2 separate regions of the Pungitius pungitius genome follow, and region 1 is linked to region 2. Evidence: chromatin contacts called from public Hi-C data. All regions are on one chromosome and are shown on one strand. Each heading gives the region's core, a stretch centred on a gene start, on an enhancer-like site or on the middle of the called end of the contact. The rest is flanking DNA. Distances are from core to core; before and after follow the strand shown. Region 1 holds the start of rabggta (Rab geranylgeranyltransferase subunit alpha). Region 2 holds the start of kita (KIT proto-oncogene, receptor tyrosine kinase a).

Evidence for each region. A called contact is a pair of places that touch in the nucleus more often than the background predicts.
Region 1: a contact with region 2 is called in a Hi-C map of muscle, with 9 times the contacts expected there. The contact joins the promoter of rabggta here to the promoter of kita in region 2. A contact is called at or near these places in 2 of 2 Hi-C or Micro-C datasets (both in muscle).

What each region holds. Positions count from the first base shown.
Region 1 is chr7:21,210,705-21,215,297 of fPunPun2.1, reverse strand. It overlaps rabggta (Rab geranylgeranyltransferase subunit alpha), which reads right to left and starts at 3,105. Exons shown (of 17, transcript XM_037470137.2): 1 at 2,967-3,105; 2 at 2,738-2,780; 3 at 2,520-2,630; 4 at 2,239-2,363; 5 at 1,968-2,155; 6 at 1,619-1,879; 7 at 1,354-1,437; 8 at 1,195-1,277; 9 at 1,014-1,109; 10 at 571-676; 11 at 437-488; 12 at 30-118. The coding sequence starts at 2,740. It overlaps LOC119216784 (GTPase IMAP family member 8-like), which reads right to left. Exons shown (of 6, transcript XM_037469919.2): 6 at 3,541-4,075. The coding sequence ends at 3,906.
Region 2 is chr7:21,038,289-21,043,489 of fPunPun2.1, reverse strand. It overlaps kita (KIT proto-oncogene, receptor tyrosine kinase a), which reads right to left and starts at 1,948. Exons shown (of 21, transcript XM_037470413.2): 1 at 1,487-1,948. The coding sequence starts at 1,547.

The DNA of each region.
Region 1 (4,593 bases), core at 1,856-4,355, 170 kb before region 2:
GAGGCTAGGAGGCCTTTGAGGACACTCACACTTGTTGAGAGGCTCCAGCTCCTGCAGCTGTTTGCAGGACTGCAGCTCGGACTGTAAGACCGAGGTCTTCTCCACCGACAGCTCGCTCCTACGCACCCAGGAATAAATACCCACAATGCATCACTAGCACCGGCAGCTAGTCCATTACAGTAGAAGTAAAACAAAAGATACACATAACAAATAATGTATCACAGATTAAGAGTACAGAAGTAAGCGTTAGTTAATAACACGCTTTAACGTGCCAGCACTGATATGTTACATGTATGTTCACATGTATTTATATACTGACACGCTTCCTTTCTGTTGTGTATTGTGATTTCCTTTCACATACCTTCTTAGATTGAATACATTTAATACTCATGATGTATATTTACTCAGAAGCCTTAAAGTAAAGCATAAAAAGTACCTGAAAAGTTCCTGATCGGTGGCAGAGTCCCGACACCAGCTCTCAGTCCGACCTGCAGAGGTGAAAAGGTCAAAGTTCAGAGCGCGTCGAGCAAATGAGAGCGGGCATAAATAAAGATGGCCGCCGCACATCACCTGTGTGCAGGGCGCAGTCCCTGTGGGCGTGTCTCTCCATCCAGTGAACCGTCAGGTTGTGTTCGTTGGTGACATCACTAATGGTCCCAGGAGGAAGGTCACAGACCTGAGGTCAAGGTCGTCAAGGTCCAAAGGCCACACATATGTTTGATCATCATCACATGGGGGAAACAAAGAGCCACGATTCTAAATGAACTCATCGCTGCCCTCGGTCGCCATGACAACGGATCCTCTCAGCCTCGACTGAATCATTTATTTTATTATCGCCGTTGTTTAATGATGGAGGGGGGGGCCAGGGGGTGGGAGGGGGGGCATACGTTCTCTACTCCAAACCCGACGACACACAAAAGCTTTTAAAAAGAAAAATGAAAGCAGCGAGAGCAGGATGTCAAACGATAATAATAATAATGATGATAATAAGGTATGGTGATGGGGGAGGATACCCACACCGGGCTGTGCTTGAAGCGCGGGTGGACGCTCCTCCACTGAACCCTCTGAGGCTGACCGTCCAGAAACAGCATCAAACCGCCAGGCTGCGCCTTGGTGGAAGGAACCAAGTGGTTAAACACAGCCGACAGGCAGCGTTACTTCTTTTAAAAGCCCAGAAGAAGAGAAGCGGCTCACGTTGACGGGCCTGGAGAAGGCCACGGTCACGGTCTCCTGCTCCCGGCTCACCAGCACACAGCTGATCGTCTCCTCGCGTTCCGCTGGGACAGAAAGACAGCCATCAGACAAGAGTAAACAACAACAACAACAACCAGACAGGTGGACAGGCGGACTCACCTCTGCCCAGCAGCCAGCGGTAGTAGAACCAGGCGCTCTGGTCGTTCGGGTCGGTGAAGAAAGCGTTCTGCACGAGCTCATATTCTGAAAACAAAATGATTGTGAGTGTAAGGCCCAGCACGTTGCTATGAATTCTGGGTAAACCCCTTGATGTCGTGTCTGCAGAGATGCATGTGAACGGTTGTTCACCGTAGAAACACAATCAGACCACGTGGCCTCGTCACAGCGTCACACTGCCCCCTGCTGCCGGACTGCTGCAGCTCACCTTTCAGGAGCTGATCCTCGCAGACGCGATGGGAGTGGTTCTGCGGGGAAGCCGGCGGTGGGGTGTGGGGGGGCGGTCGGCGCGGCGACGGGAGGGGCTCGGGGGACTCCGGGTGGAGCAGCGGCAGCAGCGTGCTGCGGTAGTGCCAGCTGGAGTAGTTGGAGAAGTTGGAGCCGATGAGGCGATCGGTGAACTCCAGCTCTCGATCCACCGGCACGCCGGACTTCTTCACCACCATCCGGCGGTAATCCCAGCAGTGGACTGGAGGGGGGGGGGGGTACCAATATCTGGTTTCTTTTTACTACGTCTTGTATCTTTTCTCATCTCATCTCTCTGCTGCGTTACTCACAGTTGCGGTCGTCCAGGCTCAGGCAGCGATCGCACAGGCCCAGCTCTCTGGCCCAGTCGGGTCGAGGCAGGCGGGTGGAGACCCAGCCCCGGTGGTGCCAGCTGCCGTAGGACTTGGGATTCACTTTGAGACAAGACTCCAGGAAGTACAGCTCGGCCTCGTAGATCTTCTGCACCTCGTCCTCGTCCCTGGAAACGGAGAGGAGAAGCTCACTCTCCTGTCCTGTCCCTGAGGACTCACAGGTGGAGAGACACAAAGGTGGTGTTCTCACTTAACAGTCTCCAGGTGCATCAGGATCTCTCGTCTGTAGTTCCACAGGGTTCCAAAGTCAGGGTTGGATGACAGGAGCTGCTGGGTGATCTGGAGAGCCGCCTCGTCAAAGACGCCCGCTTTCCTCTGGCCCACCGGATAGAGGAAGACAAGTGGACGGAAAGACAGGCAGACAAATGCAGGGAAAGCTGATGTGAGACATGAGCACAAGAACAAACCTGAAATGCTAATATGGCACCACTTAGTCAGAGAAATGGCTGTGAGGCAGAAGTGTGGAGAAACCTTTGAGAAACAGGCATCTCGTGCAGCCACGTAAATCTTCAGCTTCTTCTCCCTCTCCTTTCTCTTCTCCTCCTCCTGCTGGGCTGTAGACTTCACCTTCACTCGGCCGTGCTGTCGAAGAACACAAAGTAATGATAATCACTCATGTGTAATAATAACACCATGCAATGAATGTGTATCATCATGCCATTTATTTGTGCATTTATTGATAATCTCACCATTCTTTCAGTTTGTGCAGGAAACTTCACCCTCAAACAGTTTCTGTTTAAGAACCAAAAACAGGCGTTATGTTAAGGTCTTTAAAAATGACAGTCAGACCTGTGTCTGCAGCTAGCATGCTAATTAGCCCCACCCGTAAACAACACAACAACCGTCATTCCATTCAACACGTCATGGAATTATAGACGCGCAGTGAACGCGACTCAGTTCAAATCACAAAACACGCACCTGTTGGGTTTTAATCGGCTTCTTGTCTGTTTTTCACGGTGTAGTTTGATTCGTCTTGTCACTATCGGGGTCTCTAACAACTACAATTCCTCACTTCCGGCTCATGAAATCTACGTCACGCAGAGCGTCTGTCGCGGAGGCGATTCGTCGCCATCTAGTGGACAGAAAGGCGAAATGCTGTAAAACACATCCGTTTGTATGTTTGTTACTTTTCAGATTTATGATACAAAATATAAATCAACCAATAATTGATGGTTATTCACATTTGATACACTAATAATACTAATTAAATAAAAGTGAAAGAACTAAAAAACATGAGAATCTAAATATTTATAGTTCAAGTTAATCAGACAATTACAAATGAATACCCGGACTGAAGTAGATGTATATAGATAGTGATAATTATGATGATAACTATTCATAAAGAGTTGTTAAAGTCTTTTCTTAATCCCACTGATTAACTGCAGTGCTCCAATTTTAAAATGCCAAAAAAGGTTTTTATTAAACAGATGCTAAAGAAATGTCCATTTTAATTGTCATGTTAATTCACCTTGAGAAAACATTGAAAATCTGCTGGAAGAAAAAAATCCTTTATTACTGTAACAGAATAAACAGGAAACACATTAACACAATGTATGTAAATGGTTACTTTCCCAGGGGCACAACTGAAATTATTAATTTAGATACCTTTCAATCAAACTCAGTAGTTTAAACGTTGAATTGGTCAAATTAAGAGCTGTTTCATCAAAGGACAAAATATTATTTGATTCATATTTATTTAAATCCCTCAAAAAGAACAAGGGATCTGGTTCTGTTTAACAGGTTCACGGTGAAAGAAAGATAAAGTTCTCACGCGTTGTGACCAACAAACAAAATTAAATGTTCAGAGGTTTCAAAGTATTTATTTACACTCTGCAGTGTTTAAATCCTTGATGCGTCTTATTCGTCCAGGTTTTTGAGGTCAGAGTCCAGCAGCGATCTGTACCCGGAGGTCTGGGAGAAGTTCAGGCTCGTCTGGTTATCCATGTCGCCGCCGACCGGAAGCTTCGCCAGCCACCCGAGGACCTTCTGGAGGGGTCGGAGGGGAGTCGCTGCTTCTGCTCTGGAAACTAACACAAGGCCAGACTCAGGTTACCATGCTGATGATGGGGAGGATAAGCCCCGCCCCTTCAAGAGGAGCATCATGGGACATTGTTTTTAGTAAACGACGCCGAGAGCAACGGATGGATTCAAATTGTCAAATGTTCTCTGGAAGGTTCCTCATTGCGTGAAAGGAAGTGAACTCGTGGACGTAGCGCTATGAGAAGAGCTGTTTTATTCTCTAATGCTAAGGAAAGGAGCCTCAATGCTTCCTTACTTAGCTCCTTTAGTAAAGGAACCACCAGACCTTCTTTTACCAAAGGAAAGGAGATCATTCTGTCCCACAATTCCTTGCGGCTGCAATATTTAAATAGCATCATTGGTCTGTTCACGACAAACAACAATAATGATGTAAAAACGCAGATCATGTGAGTAGCCGTTAAGTCATGTATGTTAATAAATGTCGTCTGCATGACTCACACTGTAACCACACATGAAGGCATCTCAGATGCTTCTTGTAGCCGCTGCAGACTGACGTCACCAACAT
Region 2 (5,201 bases), core at 699-3,198:
GGGACAAAATAGGATTTTGATCACCTGAGAAGCACAAACCTCAGCTGGAATTACGACTTTTCTCACTATTGTCCAGGCAACGAGACTCACTGCGAGAGCACGAGTCCTCATCCTACTCCATTTTTATCAAAGCCATCAAAGAGACGAGCGCCGCAGGACAACAGCTTCCTCCGGTGAAACGGAACTACGGAGCCTCAGAGGGGTTGTAGGGGCCACAGAGGGGTTGTAGGGGCCACAGAGGGGTTGCAGGGGCCACGGAGGGGTTGTAGGGTTCCACTGAGGGGTCAGCACGCTTGGCCTGATGATTTCCGATGGAAGCTAAGAGTTGTGGCCCTCGGTGTGCACAGTGAAACTTCCCATTGAGCCCCTGGGGGTTTACAATGAGTATGAGGGCCATTAAACCCTTTAAAGTTAAAAATGCGGGCTCACCCGTTGAGGGCCCCCGGCCCCTTGTGGTTTAAAACATGAGTCCGCTGAACAAGGCGGCCCCTCAGACCCCTTGCTGTTTCGAACAGCCGATCACAAGGGCCCCTCGGGGCCTTTGCTACCCACAGTTTAAGGGTCCCTGGAATTCTCTGAACTTAAAGAACGATCTATGTAAGCCCTTAATGACCCGACAATCAATAATTGTACTATAATCGACCTCTTATGGTGGAAGAGGTTCCAATGAGCCTACACACTTGATGTGTTGTTCAATACAGACACAACTGCGCCCTCCACTCTCAAATAGATGCATGAACACAAAGAGCTGATGATGAGGATGACTGAAGGACAGAATCACAGGACACCAGGCGCTCGGTTCTGAACCGGTGAAAATCTCCCGTTAAGGCATCAACCGGGAGACGAGTCCGATACGCGGGAGCACCCGGTGGATTCGGTCTGAGCGCTGAAAGCTTCACGGCATCACATGACTGGCAAGGCCTCTGCGTGCACGCAAATCCCCCCCCCCCCCCCGGCACCCCCCCCTCCCCTGGATCCTCTGGAGCTGTCGAGTAGAAACAAGCAACGGGGGGGGGGCCCAAAGAAAGGATCCACCTGACGCACGAGGCAGAGGGACAAACACTGACTTTACAAACTAAAAGTTGTTTCCTCTAAATGGAAATCAACAGTTCGATGGAAATGGATCCAACCCTCACGTGCTGATGTGTTTCAAACAAAGCTCGATGTGTGTCTGATTTGCGTTCTTTCTCATCACCTGCAAACTTCCTCGTGATCAGGAGTCGCTGATAACGTTTTATTTCCATAAAGACGGTTTGTGAACCTGCCGCGGTCCCTCGAGCACAGGTGTGTGCCGCGTGTCCTTTCCATCCTCTGCTTATTAACGGTGCCCTGCGCTACGGAGCATTGGACAGATGGTCCGCTCCCCTCGCTGCACCGCCACAAAGAAAAGTGGTGAAAAGCACCGCGGGATGGCGATGGGGTCCTTCGGTAGAGACACACCCGGGTCTGCTCTCAAATACCAATAAAACAGCAACAAGTGGCTCACCTGGATGGAAGGTTATCTGCAGAAACACAGACAGCACGATCCAGTGGTATTCCATAGTCATTATTCCATGGGGCCAGCCGTGAAGGTGAGCCTCTACGCGGGGTTACGGTGCCTCTCCGCGGGGTTACGGTGCCTCTCCGCGGCGTTAAGGTGCCTCTCCGCGGCGTTAAGGTGCCTCTCTGCGGGGTTAAGGTGCCTCTCCGCGGGGATGCGGTGCCTCTCCGCGGGGTTAAGGTGCCTCTCTGCGGGATTTAGGTGCCTCTCCGCGGGGTTGAAGTGCCTCTGCGGGATTTAGGTGCCTCTCTGCGGGGTTGAGGTGCCTCTCTGAAAGGCGCGTCGGAGTTGTGTACAAGTTGGAGCTGTGCGCACTCACAAGCCTTTAAAGGCGCAGATGCTCAGTGGAGCAACGCAGCCGTCTCCAACATCCGCACACATCGCTGTGCTCCTTCTGTGTGCGTGTGTGTGTGTGTGTGGAGGGGGTGGAGGGGGTGTAGCTGTAGCTCTGTGAGGGACTTTGGTGTTTATATGGGGGGGCTATCCACGGGGCGGGGTGGTCTGGGTCAGTCTGGGTTTTTTTTATATGTTATTTAATAAAGTCTCTCCACTCAGCCCGTGTCGACACCACGGAGCATATTTACATTTCTACAGGATTTTCTATTCTTCACAGCACACACACTTGAGACTAGATTGGCAGCAGGACATAATGACCCTTTGTGTTTCCCTCATGAGAACACGCATGACGCTTGTTTTTTCACTCACACACTCGCAGAGTTGGCCTAGTTTTCTATTGGATCAAACTCGACTGGTCTCTGCATAATGTTGACAGGAATTAGTGATTTCCCTTTTATTGAAAACAGGTCTTTATAATCCCAACAAGAGCAAGTTTCGTTATTTCCTTTGATTGTTGCAAACCGAGCTGATGATTTGTGTGAGTGACAGTTTAAGGGAACCCACTGGTTAGTTCTGCATTCAGTGACATGTTTTACGTTTACATCATTCCACTTATCATTTGTTTGCAAGGGCAGAACCATGGTTTAGACATGGGGGGGGGGGGTCCAAATGAGTACCCTTCTCCATCATATTCATATATATCATAATTGCATTGCATACATGATTTTATGAAGCTACCGGTTTTATTTGCTTATATATTTACTGTCGACGCTCGGCTGCTGGTCCAGTTTTCTCCACTTTTTAAACAACCTTAAATCCTCCATTATTCTCCTTTCCAACAAGTTAACGTAACTTTCTTTGCTCTCAACTGACTGACGAGAAGGTGATCGGTAACCATGACAACGCAGAACCACGCGAGATGGTTTTTAACGAAATCACACAAGTGTACAGATAGGAGGGGGGATTCACACTGTTCTTAACACACGGAGATGAATTGAAAATAAACAAGACAATAACAAGAGACCGATCCATGGACAGCGCTCATGGGATCGGTATTTTCTCAATATTGAGGGGGGACACGACCCCCCCAAAGAATGCGTGGTTACACCCATGATTGTTTGTTTGTGGTTTAAAGGCTCCAAAAAAAATGCCTCTACATCAGCAGTAACTTAACTTCCATACATGATCTCCATGTTCTCCATTCTGTGAAAAATGGGTGTAGCGCCAGGTACAATACACGTGTTTAATTTATAATCTAACTGCAAACACTGCTATCTGCCTCTATTTAAACACAATATTGGGATAATTTGCTGTTTCGATTGCTAAGTGGAGAAATCCAATGTGTACACAGCAAAGTCCATCCATCCATCTTCAAACTGCTTATCCTGTACACAGTGTCACACTTCTTGGTATCAGGCTTAACTCCATGTAATGTGTCGCATGGACTGTTGAGGGTGCGCCAGGAACCACAGGGTTGTTGGTTTGAACCCTGGCTTCCCCATGTTCCATGTCAACGTGTCCCTGAGCAATACATCTAACCCTCAATAGTAAAAATGTAAACTCCATGTGTTAAACATGCAACAAAAGTTGCTTGTGATAAAAGCATCAGTTAAATGACGTTGTATTCAACACTGAGCAGATTTACCACGAACCATTCAAACAGACACAATGAGACATTTCTAAGAACCACGTCATCACTTATAACCCATGAAGGCTCCTCTGAGGTTTTCATGTGGCAAACAATGTTCTTGACTCAACCGTTCTTGTAATTCTTGTCTTCTTTTAGCTAAAGTAAATAAGTAAATAAAGTCCATCATGATGAGAAACCAGGGCTTAAAAAAAAAACTAATTAATCGCACACTTTGAAATTCATTATGAATGAATGTTGTTGTTCTAACAATGTTGCTTTAATGAATGTTTGTTTTTCTTGTACGTTCACTACGTTAAAATATTTAGTTGCATTACTTTGCGTCGATTATTGCCTTTATGTTGACAGCGCTATTAGAAACACATGCAACTCTCTGACGTGACGATCTTTCAGCTTTCATCAAACACTCAAGCGTCCGTGTTTGTTTTGGTGATGCGTGGTGGACGCTCTGCTCGTATTGTTTGTGTACACGCTGCTGCATTAATGCATTTATTAATCATCTGGCTGGATTCCCGGAGGACAGTTTGAAACAAACACGTTCCTGTATTCATTAGCTGCTTTTGACCCGTAAACAGCGCATTCGTGAAGAAGAGAAATGTGGGTTGTGAAAATGTCTCAACAGCATTACAGACTTAAACCATAAACTGAAGCCTAAATAGATTTTGTCATTTAATATCACTTCTCATAAGGCGAGACGCCTCCTCAGAGCTCTAATGGTCTGAAACCAAACCTCTAATTTAACTTCCTCGAAGCATTACCTCCTGTGGACCCATCAATTGTCACACATTGATTTTCCCATTCACATAAAAGTCTCTGTGGGCAACGCACAAAGTTGTTTTCTCTCTGATCTGCACGAGGAAACTGGTGAGACAACAGCTTGTGGTCTACTGAGGAGAGAGGTAGTTAAATGGGAAAAATGAAATGTAAAGATTCTCATAAACAAAAGCTGCATTATTGTATTTCCTGTGTAGCCGGAGCATCTTTACCTTCTCAACACGCTCGATGGAAACGTGAGAAGGTTTGGTCTTTAGAAGCCTCCATCACCTCGCTTACACTCATTATCGTTATGGGTTTATGGAAAAGAAATGTAGCATTTGGGAAGAAGAATCATATGAGTTTTGATTCAAAAGTGTCCATTTCAGGCTTTAAAGTTTTTACCACTTTGCTGCTAATTTCAGAAGTTTGATGCCATTTTTCAAAACTCTTGATACAATGTATAATATTTGATCATCATCCTCTATCAGACACTGTTTCTAATGTCCCATGTTCCACTTCTTCAGACCATGCTGCAGGCCTTGTAATTGATCTCCATGCACAATGTACCAGCCTGCATTACCCCCCCTCCTCTCCTTCACCCTCCTCATGGAGGTAGAAGGTGTACGATACGTGCCTTCATGAACCAGTAACCCTCCTCCAGGCCATGGAGTTCATGTACTTCAAGAGTCAAGTTTTGTTCAATGATTCCTCTGTGTTGGTACTATTCTTTCTACTGTAGTACTTTTACATGATGTATTTACATTTAGTACAATAATGAAACCTGTATCATCTATTTTGTACAGCCATTGAATGATTGTTTGAACGACCACATAGTAGATCATGTGAGTAACCGTTAAGTCATGTATGTTAATAAATGTCGTCTGCATGACACTGTAACCACACATGAAGGCATCTCAGATG